Linked DNA regions of Macaca mulatta: region 1 is linked to region 2. Evidence: chromatin contacts called from public Hi-C data. All regions are on one chromosome and are shown on one strand. Each heading gives the region's core, a stretch centred on a gene start, on an enhancer-like site or on the middle of the called end of the contact. The rest is flanking DNA. Distances are from core to core; before and after follow the strand shown.

Region 1 (7,396 bases), core at 4,454-6,953, 150 kb before region 2:
CAGGATGCACTCACTCCGCTTCCAGGTTGTATCATTAGCTTCTCCAGGCAGCCACAGAGGGACCCAGATCCTGTGCGGTGGTGCTTCGCCCGCCTTAGGAGGTGGTGGGAATGCCCAGACGTTCATGGGTCTGATCAGCCAAGGCTTGTGGCAAGATCTGCTGCAACTCCTGCTTCAGCAAGAACAATGGAGGCCCTGCCAGGGCTGGGATCTCATCCTAGTGAAGGCTGGGACAGCTGGTGGTGTTAGGCGATGAGACGTTGGTAGTAGCAGCTGTGGCTCAGTTGCATAAGTGGTTCAAGCCCTGGGGAGCAGATGGGCCCAATAAATTGGGTCTGAAACAATGCCTTTGCATGGATTCCATGCATAATTCTGCCCAAGGTCACGGAGTGATCAGGGCAGACTTCCAGTACAGTATGTTCATTCCCCTGAAGCCACAGGCTAAACCTGCATGTGGGCTAAGGTCCTAATTCTCAGACATCTTTGTCCAGATCCTACTCATGACTAGGCTCGGTTTTTCTCCCCGTGTCTGTTCTCAGGAGCAAGTCTTCTCTAGGATTGTATAACTTCGCCCTTCATGCTGGGAAATAAAGTTGAAAAGGGAAGAGGACCCAGGCCCAGCCACTAAAGTGGACACATATTCTAATACGGCTACTATGTTTGGAGTATTAATAAACTGGTCAGTTTATTATTCAAAGCAATAGCAATAACCAAAGTATTAGCATTTTTGCATAGGTTTCCTGAACTGATTCCCATAGGACAATGCAGAGAGGGCCAGGTGACACCTGCACATGCAGCAGGTTGTGTTACAGGAGAAGAATCCTAGCTTCAAGAAACCAAAGCTTTTACACTGAAGAGTTAAGTCTGCTTTCTACAGAAGGAGACACTATCTCTAACTTCCAAGGCTGTAAACAAACCTTTCCTTTGCTTTAGAAGGAGGTACTACCTCTATCTTTCAACGTTGTTCACTACATAAACATTCCTGAAAAGGTAGCTGGGAATAAAGCAGTCAGTGCCTCTGCTTGAAAAATATGCAGAAACATGAGAGACCCATGGAGAAACATCTGTCAACAGGAGGGACCTATGGTCAGATTCCTTTACAACATGTAGAAGTCTCCTTGTCATCTCCTCTGACTTCTCACTAAGCATGAATGGTGGGCAGCATAGGGCTCATTCGTTCAGGTCATGACGGAAACCTGAGGTTCATCATAAAAGATTCACTAGGAAGTAGCAGGGACAACCTGCCCCACAGGGACTCACAATGCAGATGAGGAGTTTGATTGTAACCTTCAGTGACTACTACGACATGAAGAAACTGCAACACAGTCCAAAGCAGGTTGGTAGGCTCAGAGTGGCTGCTTCCATTTTATGGCTCACTATCTTGTGTTTTCACAGTTACCTTCACAATCAACAAAGAAACTACTAGCACTATTAAGTGAGTTTAGCAAGATCTCAGAATACAAAGTCAATATAAAAAAATCAGGTGTATTTCTATGTACTGGCAGCGCAAAATTGGTAATAAATTTTGAAAGTCAATTTCATTAATAATAGCATTAATAAATACAAATGACTTGCAAGATTGGTTCAACAACTATAAAACATTGCTAAAGTTAAAGAATAAATGGAACACACATCCTGTTTATGGACTGGAAGACTACACATTATTAAGATGTCAATTCTTCCTAAGTCAGTCTTTAGGTTTAATGCAATTTAAATTTCCAAGAGGATTTTTAAAGACATATTAACAGATTGACTCTAGGATTTGTATGAAAGTAAACAACTTAAAATAACTTAAAATAGACTTATAAATAACTTAAAATAGACAAATAAATTTTGAAAAAGAAAAGCAAGGCTGGATGACTTAGATTACCTGATTTTGAGACTTACTATACAACTAGTAATCAAGTACTGGTATAAGGATAGTCAACTAGATCAGTGGAATGGACTAGAGAATCCTGAAGGAAACTCACATTTATATGACCAATTGGTTTTTGACAGAGACATCAAATCAATCCAGTGAAGAAAAGGAAAGTCTTCTCAACAAATGGTGCTTATGCAACCAGAAATCTGTATGGGGAAATAAAAAACCTCATATCTCACTCAAATATTAATTTGAAACAAACGGTGATCTACTGAGACCATGGAATACAAAGTAATAAAAAGGAATTAAAATATTGATCCACACAACAACTTGGATGAACCTCCTGGGGACTTATGGCTTGTGATCCTTGACTGGGAAGCTGCTACCCAACACATTTCTGTACTGTGGAAAGGGTGCATGATACCTTTACAAGAACAACAATAATACTGGTTTTAATGTCAAGAAATTTTGAAACACATTACCTCTCTCCACAACATTCCTGAAAGGTAGGTCTTATTTCCCTATTTAAAGATGAGGAAACAAGCTGGGCATGGTGGTGGGCACCTGTAGTCCCAGCTGCTTGGGAGGCTGAAGTGGGAGGACTGCTTGAACACAGGAGTTCCAGGCACCTGGCAACATAACAAGACCCCATTTCTTAAAAAAAAAAAAAAAAAAAAAAAAAAAAAAAATTAAAGATGAGGAAACTAAGACTGACTGAATAAACTGAAGTAGCTTCACCCAAGCTTAGACAGGTAGTAGGTGTACCTGTGATCCAGCCCACATCTGTCTGACCCTAAAGTTCCCAGTTCTACCACTCCCGGCTGCCTTCCTCAGAGCAAGGTACAGGAGGGACCTGCTGTTACTTGTGGAAAAAAGAAGACATTACATCCGGAAGGAGAGAGGAGTCAGGTTAGACGAAGATGTGTATATACATTCTTATCTTCGATGAAAAACGGGAAGGTATCTGAGGAAATACAGCCTGCTTTGGTCTATGATTTCCTCTTAAAGTGAGAAGGGTCATTCTTGTTTTACAGAGTCACATCAGTTCTGAAGTATTTTGATAAAGAAAATGCTCCTAGTGTCCAATTTGGGTCTCAGAAGGGTTTCCTTTGAGTAAACCACCACCTTGTGGCAATAAACATGAGTTGCTGGAGGAGGAGTTTGGTTTTTAATCTTTCGAACTCTAAAACATCTCAGTAGCCCTTAAAGTTAGCAGGTTTTGCATTAAAATAAAACAAAAAAGTACATCACTGAGGGAAGGGCTGATTAAAAATAGATACATTTGGAAAAAAATCTGACTTTTGGATAATAAATAAAAACATTGACCCAGCTGGGAGCGGTGGCTCATGCCTGTAATCCCAGCACTTTGGGAGGCCGAGGCAGGTGGATCATGAGGTCAAGAGATGGAGACCATTCTGGCCAACCAACATGGTGAAACCTCATCTCTACTAAAAATACAAAAATTAGCTATGCGTAGTGGCACATGCCTGTAGTCCCAGCTACTCGGGAGGCTGGGGCAGGAGAATTGCTTGAACTCGGGAGGCAGAGGTTGCAGTGAGCCGAGCCATCGCGCCACCACACTCCAGCCTAGGCGACAGAGCGAGACTCTGTCTCAAAAAACAACAACAACAAATAAAACAGAAAAAAAATAAAACAAAACAAAAAAACCCACTGACCTATGTCACAAAACATGTAAAAGATGGAAGTTTTATTAAAAAGCAGGAGTGACCCAAGGTGATTCATCTGGGAAAAAACTGATGAGGTTCCATGTTGTCCAAATTGTACATTTTTTTTTCTTTGAGATGGAGTCTTGTTCTGTCGCCCAGGCTGGAGTGCAGTGGCACGATCTTGGCTCACTGCAACCTCCGTGTTCTGGGTTCAAGCAATTCTCCTGCCTCAGCTTCCCAAGTAGCTGGGATTATAGGCATACAACACCATGCCCGGCTATTTGATATTTTTTTTAGTAGAGACAGGGTTTCACCATGTTGGCCAGGCTGGTCTCGAACTCCTGACCTCAAGTGATACACCTGCCTCGGCCTCCCAGAGTGCTGGGATTACAGGCGTGAGCTACTGCACCCAACCCAAACTGTACACTTTTGAAAGTGAGAGGGGTTGCTATTAATAATTGCAGGGGACAACAGGTGAAAAGTGGGGGTGTCCCGGCAAACTGGGGACATGTGGTTTACCTAAATTTGTTTCTGAGGTCTAGCCTAGCAAAGATGTGAGTACATTTTGTAATAGAGACCACATGGTAAGAAATTTAACTCTTTCAGAAAGAATAAATGTCACTATCTTTCCGTGCACTGGCAGGAGGAGTTTAGCATCTGATTTGAATTTTATTTTGGAAACTAAATTCTAAGGGAGATTCCACACATTCAAGAGCTTGAACAACCACCACCTTGTGGCAATGAACATGATTTGCATCTAGTCAACTCATTGCAACTCAGTTGCAATGCAACTCTTAAGGAGTGACTGTGGCTCTGAGCAATATTATCATGGAACTGAATATTGCCATGGGACTGAATGCAAGAAAAGAGTAGGTGGATTCAGAGCTGAAGTGGGAGAAGGCAGGATGACAGGTAGGAAGATGTTCAGTCTTCAGTATATCCATCGCCCTGTACTTCACAGAGGGTTGCTGGGTACCTTATGGCTAAGCAGGGTATCAGCACTCCCTGGATGGAAATCATTTGGTGTATGCTTCACTTGGGAAGAATTCATATCTTAACAATATGAATTCTTCCTATCCATGAACATGGAATATTTCTTCATCTATTTAAATCTTCGAGATTTCTTTCATCAGCTGTGATTGATTCCTAGTTTAATTCCATTGTAGTCAGAGAACATACTTTGTTCTATCCTTTTAAATTTGTTAAGCTATGTTTTATGGCCTAGATTGTAGTCTATCTCAGTGAATGTTCCATGTGAGCTTGAGAAAGAATCTATATTCCGCTGTTGTTGAATTAAGTATTGTATAAATGTCAATTAGATCAATTTGATTGATTTTTTCAGTTCAACTATATCCTTGCTCATTTGCTGCCTGCTGGATGTATTAAAATGGTATTAAAATATTTTAATGGTATTTTTAAAATGGTATTAAAATATTCTATTATAATAGTGAGTTTACCTATTTTTCCTTGCAGTTTTATCTTTTTTTTGCCTCACATATTTCGGTGCTCTGTTTTTAAGTACATACATGTTAAGTATTGTTATGTCTCCCCAATTAATTGATCCCTTTACCTTTATGTAATGTCCCTGTTTATACTTGATAAATTTCCTTGTTCTGAAGTCTGCTTTTCTTGAAATTAACATAGCTACTTCAGCTATTTTTTTAGTTAGTGTCAGCCTGGTATAGCTATCTCTATTTTTTTGCTTTTAATGTATTTTCTTGTGGATAACACACAACTGGGCTTTGTTTCTTTTTGAAATCCACTCTGACAATCTCTCTTTTAATTGGTGTAATCAGGTTATTCACATTTAAAGTGGTTATTGATAGAGTTGGATTAATATCTACAATGTTTGTAAGTGTTTTGTATGTGTCTCAGTTGACTTTCATATCTAATTTTGAATTTGTAATTTCATATTCTTTGTCTTAAAGAGAACGCTTGCAGACCCCTTAAAATCTGGAGACGCCCCCTACCTTGCACACATTTTACCGGTATGTGACGGTAGAAAAGCTGCACAGCAGTCTTGGCAGGCGGGGCAGGAGGGACGCAGGGATTCACAGATGCGACTGTGCAACGCACAGATGCACTGGGTCTTTGCCTGGTGGGTTCAAAGCCTCCAGACGCTGACAAACGCTGCAGCCAATGAGTGGGTTCCCATAGTCCGATATGGAGGGCAAGGGGCGGGACTCCCTCCTGCCTCTCGCTGGCTGGGTTCAGAGTCTCCGCGAAGAGACTGCGTTGGGCCCAGAGTGGGCGTGGCTTACGTGTCCGCCGGCTTTCCTGGCCGGCCTGGCAGGGGGGCCAGGTTGCCATGACGACCGCGGCTAGGTCGCTGCAGACTCGGTTGGTGACTCCGGGCGCGTCGAAGATCGTGTACCTGTCGTTCGCAGTGGCTCAGTTTCCCAGTAATCCATAAGAACAGCAGGGATGACAGGGTCCCATGTCGGTTTTTGGTTCGAATTCCTCGACTGGAGACCCCGTGCCCGGCAGGCTGCACTGTGCCCCGCGCACTGACTCCGGCCTCTGCTGGAGCCCACTGGCCGGCTCCGGGGTGGGGAAGGGGCTTTGCAGATCCCCAGAAAACCGCCCGGCGAGCCACGAGCCCGCGGACTGCAGGCTCCGCTTCCTCGTGGGGTGTTCACTTTGTGTCAGTGTGTTGATTTGCCGCCAGTTAGAAGCATCTTAAAAAGGGGCCGAGGGCCATAGGAGGGGGGCTTATCTGAAGGAGGCTCTGGGCTTGCTGATCCACGCAGCGGTTTGTCGCGAGGCTGCGGGGGAACGGCCCACGGCCGCGGTAACAGGGCTTCGTCTTCTTTGCAGAGCCATGGGCAGCAGGAAGAAGGAAATTGCCCTGCAGGTAAGCCTCAAGGGGCGCTAGCTTCCAGCTCTGGGTTGGGCTCGGGGAAGAGGAGGGTGATTGGAGCGGGGTTGTAGTATAAAAGTGACATTTTGTTTGCTAGCAGTATGTGACAGTGTTCCCAAACTTGAGTGATGTACCCTTCCGTCTTAAAGGGCCAAAACTTATCTTGGAACCCCAGTGATGACAAATTTTATGCAAACAAAATTAATGCAAACAAAACTGAGTAGAAGCTGTTTATATTTATAGTGCGTATACAACCATAAAACCTAAACATGCATTAAATAAAACTACAAACCAAGAAAATATGAATCAACATAACTCGATGTGACCGTTATTTTGTTACTGTTGTTGAAATATAACTTCAGCTTGCACAGAGAATACAGTATAGGTTCTTTTGACTTTGGGCATGAGTCTGTAACTGTGTGCTCTGTGGAGACCCAGTTTTCCCACCACTGTTCTCATCAAATTTCACTTATTAACAAATATGTTTTGAGATATATTATGTGCTGGGCATTTGTTATATAGAGTACCTTACTTCATTTGCATGTGGGACAAATGAATTCAGAAGCCAGCAACTGCTCTTTTTCTTGGTTCTGGACAATAAACAGTGGTTGATTCTGAAGTGATGGTAAAAACATGCAGGAACAGACCCTGGAATTGGGAGAGAGTGCTTTGTCATAAGGAGATCATCTGGATGATCTGTAACACGGGAACATTTTAAAACAAACTTTAAAATGTCTCATCATCAGCTGGTCCCAGTAAGATGCATACTAAGGCTACAGCACCTCCTAGATAATAGAGCTTTAGCGATTTTGAGACATCTGGTTTTTCTCTCATTGTCCTCGGTAGGACAGTTTGCATGTGGATTTCAAAAGTCTAGTGGTTTAAAAAAGAGGAAAGGGGAAAGCAGCATCATTCTAAGGGTACCCCATGCTGGGGGTGGGAGGGGTGGGGGGTGGGGTGGGATTTTTAGACTGGAAGTCAGAAGGCCTGATGTAGTTCTTGTGTCCT
Region 2 (7,482 bases), core at 2,725-5,224:
TTCTGTATCTTGACAGTGGTGGTAATGGTTACACAAATATACATGTGATAAAATGATACAGAAATAGATACATACTTATACCAAGATCAACTTCCTTGTTTTGATATTGTATTGTAACTATATAAGATGTAACCTATGAGGGAAACTGGGTGAAGTGTACACATGGACCTGTCTTGGCAACTTCTTGTGAATCTATATAATTATTTCAAAATAGACGTTTTTAAAAATGCAATTGACATAATTCAAAAGTATAGAAAAAATTGGAGAAACTTATGAATTTGTTGAAAAGGGTGATGTTGTAATGCTAAATGCAAACCAAAGAGGGATGGGGTGGTCACAGTGCAGTCTACAAATACGGCTGGAGAGTTTGTCCAACCCTCCAAAATAGATAGTTCAGTCAAACATGTACTGAGTACCTAGGATTTGCAAGACAAAGTGTTACTTCTGAATTAATTTACTCTCTAATATGACAAGATAGACTATTATTAAAGACCTCTGCAAAAGCAGTTCCCTTTGCCTTGTTTGCTCTTCTTCTTTCACTTTTTTTAGTTAGTTTTTATTTATCCTTGAACTCTCAGCTCAGCGTCACTTCTTCAGGGAAACCTTCCCTAGTTCTTCTGATTGCCCTCCATATTAGATCAGTTTCCTCTGTGACATGTTTGAACAGCACCCTATATACTTCATTCATAATACTAATCACCATTCACAAACTGTGATTATTTGATATTTATTTTTCCCACTAGGCTGACATTTCCAGAAGGACAGAGTAGCTTATGGCTGTATTCTCAAACTCAACACCATGCCTGCCCAGCAAATGGCAGAAGCTCAAAGTCGATATACAGAATACATATATGCAAAGCTAAAATTCATATGTACAAATGAGTAAGAAGAATAAGATTTACTGGAGTTTGGAAGAATCCTGTATCACTCCAACCTGAGAAAGCCCGTTTATAAAGGATAGAAGGCTCATGTAGAAGATGAAGAATCTCCGCCAGGTGCTGTGGCTCATGCCTGCAATCCCAGCACTTTGGGAAGCCAAGGTGGGTGGATCATTTGAGGTCAGGAGTTCGAGACCAGCCTGGCCAACATGGTGAGACTCCGTTGCTACTAAAAATACAAAAAATTAGCTGGGCATGGTGGCGGGTGCCTGTAATTCCAGCTACTCAGGAGGCTGAGGCAGGAGAATCTCTTGAACTGAGGAGGCGGAGGTTGCAGTGAGCCAAGATAGTGCCACTGCACTACAGTCTGGGCAACAAGAGCAAAACTCCATCTCAAAAAACAAAAAAGAAGATAAAGAAGAAAATAAAGAATCTCAACTCTGAAGCTGAATATAAACTTGGGCCTTTAGGCAAAACAAACTCAATAAAGAAAAGAAACCGAGGAGCAGCTGTGCAGAGTTCTTTAGGAAAATTAATGTAGACATTGGGCTTGCACTGAGGGGGTAAGACACTAGAGACAGTAAAAATAACTAAAAGGACGCTGTGGTAGTGCAGGCACAAAACAACAAGGTCCTGAATGAGGGTGGTCATGGGAACAGAAAGATACGAGAAACACTAAGAATAAAGAAGCAACAGAGCTTAACAACTGATAGATATAGGGGGATGAAAGAAGGAAGAACCAGAGATTATTCAGGAGGTTTAACAGTGACTCATCAGTAAAAGATAATACCATTAACAGAAATTGGGAAGTCATAACTAATTCCCCTTAGGAGAAGGAATGTGCTTTGCTGGAAGCGATGGGTGTCATCCACACACAATTTAAGATACAAGACTAGATGTATAAGAAAGTCAAGGTTGGCAATGTAGATGTGTGAACTGATCAGTTAAGGTTATAAGAAAATCAATGAGATCTCCCAAGGAGAAGGTATAAAGAGACTCAAATGGAAATCCTTTAAAACAACTTGAAGGCCTCCTTGCTGAAATTATGTTTATCAAGTTACACCATCATTCAGACTAGGAGCTCCTTAAACACATTTCTGATCTCATCCTTGCATTCTCTAAGGTATACAATGCAGAGCTTGTACATAACTGGTACATTGTAGCTTATTAAAGGAATCAACCATTCAAGATAATTTCTGATGAATACTTCCTGTTCTAGTTTGCGTTTCAAAACGTGGTGCTCTGGGTAGTACTTTGAAAGGTACAGGTTTTACTTTAAATTAGTAAAATCAGTGAATTTAAACATCTTAAATCATTTACCCAAAAGCTCCTACTTCCCCCCCCCCCCCAAAAAAGCCCCTAATTAGACTAGGGCTAAAGGCAAATTGTAAATAGAAGTATTGATAGAAAATACTCTTCAAGAAGTTTTTGAATAAGCAGAAAACATTATTTACCAAGGAAGTGAAACAAATGAAAACTTTAAATCATATGCATCACACAAGTTGACAACATCCAAAAAGTAAGCTTCAGGTGAACTGAAGAATAAATGAAACCTAAATGCATAATTAAAGGGGAACTGAGAACAGCCAAGACACACACTTTTTTTATTTTTATTTTTTAACATAATGAGGTAAAAGTCATTGGCCTGCACTCCCACAAAATATTCCTGGGTATTACAGTCAGTGATGGAGTAACAGGCTAATCTGATATAATACTTAGGTAAACGGTATTTCCTTAGTTGCAGTTTAAAAATAAGAAAAAACGACTGCTAAAATGGATCGGGGGAAAAATCTGTTGACAGGCTCACAAAATTAAATTATTATTGTATTGACAACTTAAGCCTTTTCAAGGTTGAGGTCTGCCACACCGCTCTAACCCTGAATCATAAGCAAATGTCCTAGCTGCTTTCAGATAGGTGTTTGTGGGACAAGTCAGAGAAGAGAAAAGAAACCGGTTGTAGTTACAAGACTCTAGCAACCCGACAAGTCATTTATAATCCAACGACCCTCTCAGTATCAGACGGGCTTCCACAAGTCTAAAAGATGGTCAATTAGTATGTGCCTGCTTGTTTCCAACAATAGCAAATGAACCATTGGTAAACTGACCATTCTCAGAGTCGGACAGCTCGAATTTGTTGCAAAATCCTTCGAAGTTATCTCCCAGTAACTTTCATTCCTGGTCCTGGTTCAAGAGCAACATAGTGAAAGGTGAAAGTCGTCTTTTTCTTTAAAAAAAACTTTTTTTAAAAAAAAACAAAACAGGTTTTACTTCCTCGCATGTCAATACGTTCCCTTCTTTCAACAATGGGGAAATCTCTCCCCCTTTTCCCCCCTTCAATGTTTGACTCCCCTTAAAGAAAAACGGAATACCAGGCACAGGGAACATAGAGTTCCTTTGACTCAGAGCCGCGACCTCTGAGCAGAGCGGAGGAAAGGGGCTTAAATAACCACACACACTAGGAAGAGTCGCAGCTGATACGAATCACCATTGCCAAAAAGCAAACAGCTTCAGCCGGTGCCCAGGTGCTGGGACGCAATAGAAGTCGCACAGACTTGGCCTGGCAGCTCTGAGGAAATGGGGGCCAAGGAGCCTGCACCTCTTCTTGCCAAAGCCCGGGAGAGCTGAGTGAGCTTTCGTTCCCAGGCCGGCTGCAAGCCTGGCGCTTCACAAGGCAGAGCGCTCGGCCCCCGGGAAGCGGCATCTCTAAGAGGAAGGCTCAGTGAAACGCTTGGCAAAGTCCAAGCCGCGCCGCCGGGCCAGTTGTCTGTAAGCCCAGCTACCCCGCCTGCCAGACGCCATCCTGGAAACCCGCACCGGCAGGAGCTCCCGGAGTTGGAAATGTCTTTGGCTCGGCCGGGGTCCCCTCTGCCCGTCTATCCCGCCTGTCCACCCTCGCTCACTCCCTGGCCCAAGACTGAGCCGGGGACCACCCCAGGGGGTGGTGCCCAGGAGGCACACCACGCTTGGGGGAATGGTGGAGACCGGGATGGGGCTCCCTGGAGGGCGGGCGGGCGGCCGCAGCGGGTCACTCACCGAAAGGACGCTCATGCGGATTGGGGTCTCTAACAGGCACGCCATCTTGAGCCTTCCCACCCGGCTGCTGCAGGCGCCGGCGCGGGGGCCGGCACTTTCGACAGCCAACTATTGGCCAACGCTAGTCATCGCTCCTTAAAGACAGCCGGATAGACGAGAACTGGTCACGCTCTGGACACCGCTCAAGTACCAGAAAGGCCCGCAGAAAGAAGGGCAAAAGGGAATCGCGTCAGGGGCTGTCCTACGAATCGTTCTCTCAGAAACAGCAGCTACTCTGAGCCTGGTTTAGAGGTGGGAGCGGGCAGCGGTTTCCGCATGCGCAAAGAAGATCTGCCGGCCCCACCTGCCGCTCGCGGTGGGCGGGGCCCTAGAGGCGGAGTCTCGCCCTGGCGCTACGAGCTCTACCGACTGATAAATTGCAGTTTGTGGGTTCCCGTATTCATATTTGGAAAAAGTAGTACGTGGAGCCATATACATAGTTTGAAGTTCACTTTCATATTCATTCTCTCTCTCTCTGCACCAAACTCCCGGCGTCGTTATCTCCATTTTATAGGTGGGGAAATTGCGATCCCAGAACCTTTGTCAACCATAAGAGTGATTGTTTCACGATCCAGTACAGAAGTGTGACTTGCCTTAGGTTGTGTGTCGGCCCCGTTTATTCTGGTGTAGTGTTGAGAATAGCCAGAATGCTTGAGCTTCTTCCCAGCTACTTCTCAGCTGCTTTACCCTGGGTAAGTTATCTAACCTTATGTTTTGAGTTTCCTCATCTGTAAAATAAAGGTTAATGAGGATAAAGGAGTCAACAAATGTGAAGCGCTAAGAAAAAACCTAAAACATGGAAAGCGTTATACATATGTGTTAATGTTTCTCCAGCTTCTGAGTTAAGTGGGGAAAATGGGGGCAAATATCTAAATATTTCACACTAAAACACTCTGATAACCGAAGCCAAATAAAAGTATGCTTTTAATTATAGTTGATTAATTCAGCTGTCCTACTACTTTGTGTGTGTGTGTGTGTGTGTGTGCGTGCGTGCGCGCGCGCGCAACACTGCCCTTGACTTGGTTGGACAAGTTTCACCTTCGTACTGCTTGCAACCAGTAAGGTTTTCACAGTAGGGTTGCAATTAGCCTATTAACATTACTTGTATTCCTTCCATTTCTATAGCCACACCCTAATTCAGGCTCTTGTAACCTCTCCCCTGGACTAGAGCAAAAGCCTTCCAACTGGTCTTGTAGCTGATAGCCTCTCCCTCACTTTGCTCTTCACTGTTTTCCTGTCTTCCTCCTGTACTTGGTTTCCAAATTTAGTATAGCATTTATCACCCCTGTTTATGGGTCTGTGTTCCTTAACAAACTGTTGAGTTCCTGGAAGGCAGGAATTTTATTTTAGGTAGTCCTTCTGCTATAATACTATTTCTGAAACTTGGGTAGTCTGTACACCACCTACACGACCTTTGCCAGTCTGCACCTAGGTATTATTATTCATTCAATATTTTTATTTAAAGCCAATTTCAACTCATTAAAAAATTTTGGCTTTATCCGAAACCACAATACTCTGTGAACTGAAGTTTGTTGTGCTCCTTATTTTTATTCTAGTACACATTAACTACAAAAAGTTTAAATGTCCATCCATGGACCACCTAAAATCACATCATGTACTGCATACTGCAATGCGGCAGAGCATAACCCTAATACATAGCATATAGAGTCATTACTACTGTGTTTGATCCACACTCCGTCCATTAGCTCAAGGAATACATCCTCCAGGAATCGCCTCCCCCAGGCAGGGGTTAGATACCTGTTCCCCCATGCCTTCCTACTTCACTTTAATTGTAGGGTGGTTTTGTTGTTGTTAATGGTTTCCTTGTTTGTCTCGCTATACACTTCAGGACAGGCACTGGGAATTTTATCTTCTAGGTTGTCTGTCTCAGTACCTAGCACAGTCACTTAGTAAATGTTTGTTGAACGAATTTTTGGCTTAGTTTGAGCCTGGGACGAAGATTTGGGTGCATGTAGTTTATTTAGGAAGTGCTTTCAGGGAACAAAATTGATAGGTCAGGGAGAGTGAGAAAAGAAAGAAGAAATATTCAAGATAATTGTCCATTATTGATACCACCGTTTATTCCTCACTCACCTCTGAAAAACATACAGAATACCTCTCTGGATTGTCCATCTTGAAGCTACAGCATTTATCCATCAATACCGTCCTGTAATGGTTGAGGATTTCCCTAGGGCTATTAACTCCCTGCCCTCCTGAATTATATTTGTGCCCAAAACAGAACGGGCTTCCTTAACCTGATACAAAAAAGCAGAGTCTGCAGGTTTCATCTTAGGGTAGGATATAGGCAGCATAAATCTGAGCTTACACAGAACTTAACTGCTGCTGTGGCTGAAATCAAAGCAGGGAGGAGCTAGAAATGTAACTCAAGACATCTCACACCTACCTCTGTTACCCAGGCTTTCCTGTTTTATATCCAGAAGGCTGACATGGACATTTTACAGGAAGAAAGCATTGAATAGCCAACTCCTAAGCTTGGAGATCAGAAATCTTTCTCCCAGTTCAAATTTTGCTGATAAATAACTTTAGGTACACTCTAAGTAATGAGTAGAAATTGGAGGATAAAAGGAATTTTTGATTCGGCCTCCATGTGACGATAACAAAACAGTTAAGGCTGGGTGCAGTGGCTCACACCTGTAATCACAACACTTTGGGAGACTGAGGTGGATGGATCACCTGAGGTCAGGAGTTCAAGACCAGCCTGCTCAATATGGTGAAACCCTATCTCTACTAAAAATACAAAAATTAGCCGAGCGTAGTGGCATGCACTTGTAGTTCCAGCTACTCAGGAGGCTGAGACAGGAGAACTGCTTGAACCCGGGAGGTGGAGGTTGCAGAAAAAAAACAAAAACAGTTAAATTTGGCACTGTGGTGAGGAGAGTGAAATATCTATGCTGACTACTCTGCAAACAGAAATGAAACTTCTCCCTGTCGTTCCATGACTCTTAAAGCAGCATTAATTTCTGAAAAAAATAATGACAACAAAGTGTGAGTTTAACGAAGAAAAAAATGAAATGCAAAACAAGCTGTAGCTGGAAAAAAATCTGAAAAATCTTTATAAATATCTATGTGGAACTGCCTAAGATGAGAAACAAAGCCAGAGAGAAATATATCTATACAAAAATAGGAAATTTAAAGTGTAGGAAGACCAAAACCTGAATGGTCCCAAAACGAATTTAGAAGAATCTTTAAAAAGACTTGAAAACAGATGAAATACTTTAAATAAAAAAGAAAATGGACTGACAATAGTATAGAGGAGATACAATGCAGTTCAACAGACACTAACTACAGGTTTTCTTGTGAATGCACTGAACTAGAGCTTTGAAGTGGAATAAAGACATCATTCTTGCCTTCAGCAGACAGGAATAAAAGTGAGATGTGAGGCTGGGCGCAGTGGCTCACGCCTGTAATTCCAGCACTTTGGAAGGCCGAGGCAGGTAGATTACCTGAGGTCAGGCGTTTGAGACAAACCTGACCAATATGGTGAAACCCCGTCAATACTAAAAATACAAAA

Evidence for each region. Hi-C and Micro-C count contacts between places; a contact is called where the count stands out from the background.
Region 1: a contact with region 2 is called in a Hi-C map of liver, with 3 times the contacts expected there. The contact joins the promoter of NME9 here to the promoter of ARMC8 in region 2. A contact is called at or near these places in 3 of 14 Hi-C or Micro-C datasets (CD4 T cells, fetal cortex germinal zone and liver).

The regions. Positions count from the first base shown.
Region 1 is chr2:41,329,340-41,336,735 of T2T-MMU8v2.0, reverse strand. It overlaps NME9 (NME/NM23 family member 9), which reads left to right and starts at 5,703. Exons shown (of 12, transcript XM_077991530.1): 1 at 5,703-5,898; 2 at 6,346-6,382. The coding sequence starts at 5,837.
Region 2 is chr2:41,182,082-41,189,563 of T2T-MMU8v2.0, reverse strand. ARMC8 (armadillo repeat containing 8) reads right to left here and starts at 3,974. Exons shown (of 23, transcript NM_001261014.1): 1 at 3,912-3,974; 2 at 2,984-3,059. The coding sequence starts at 2,986.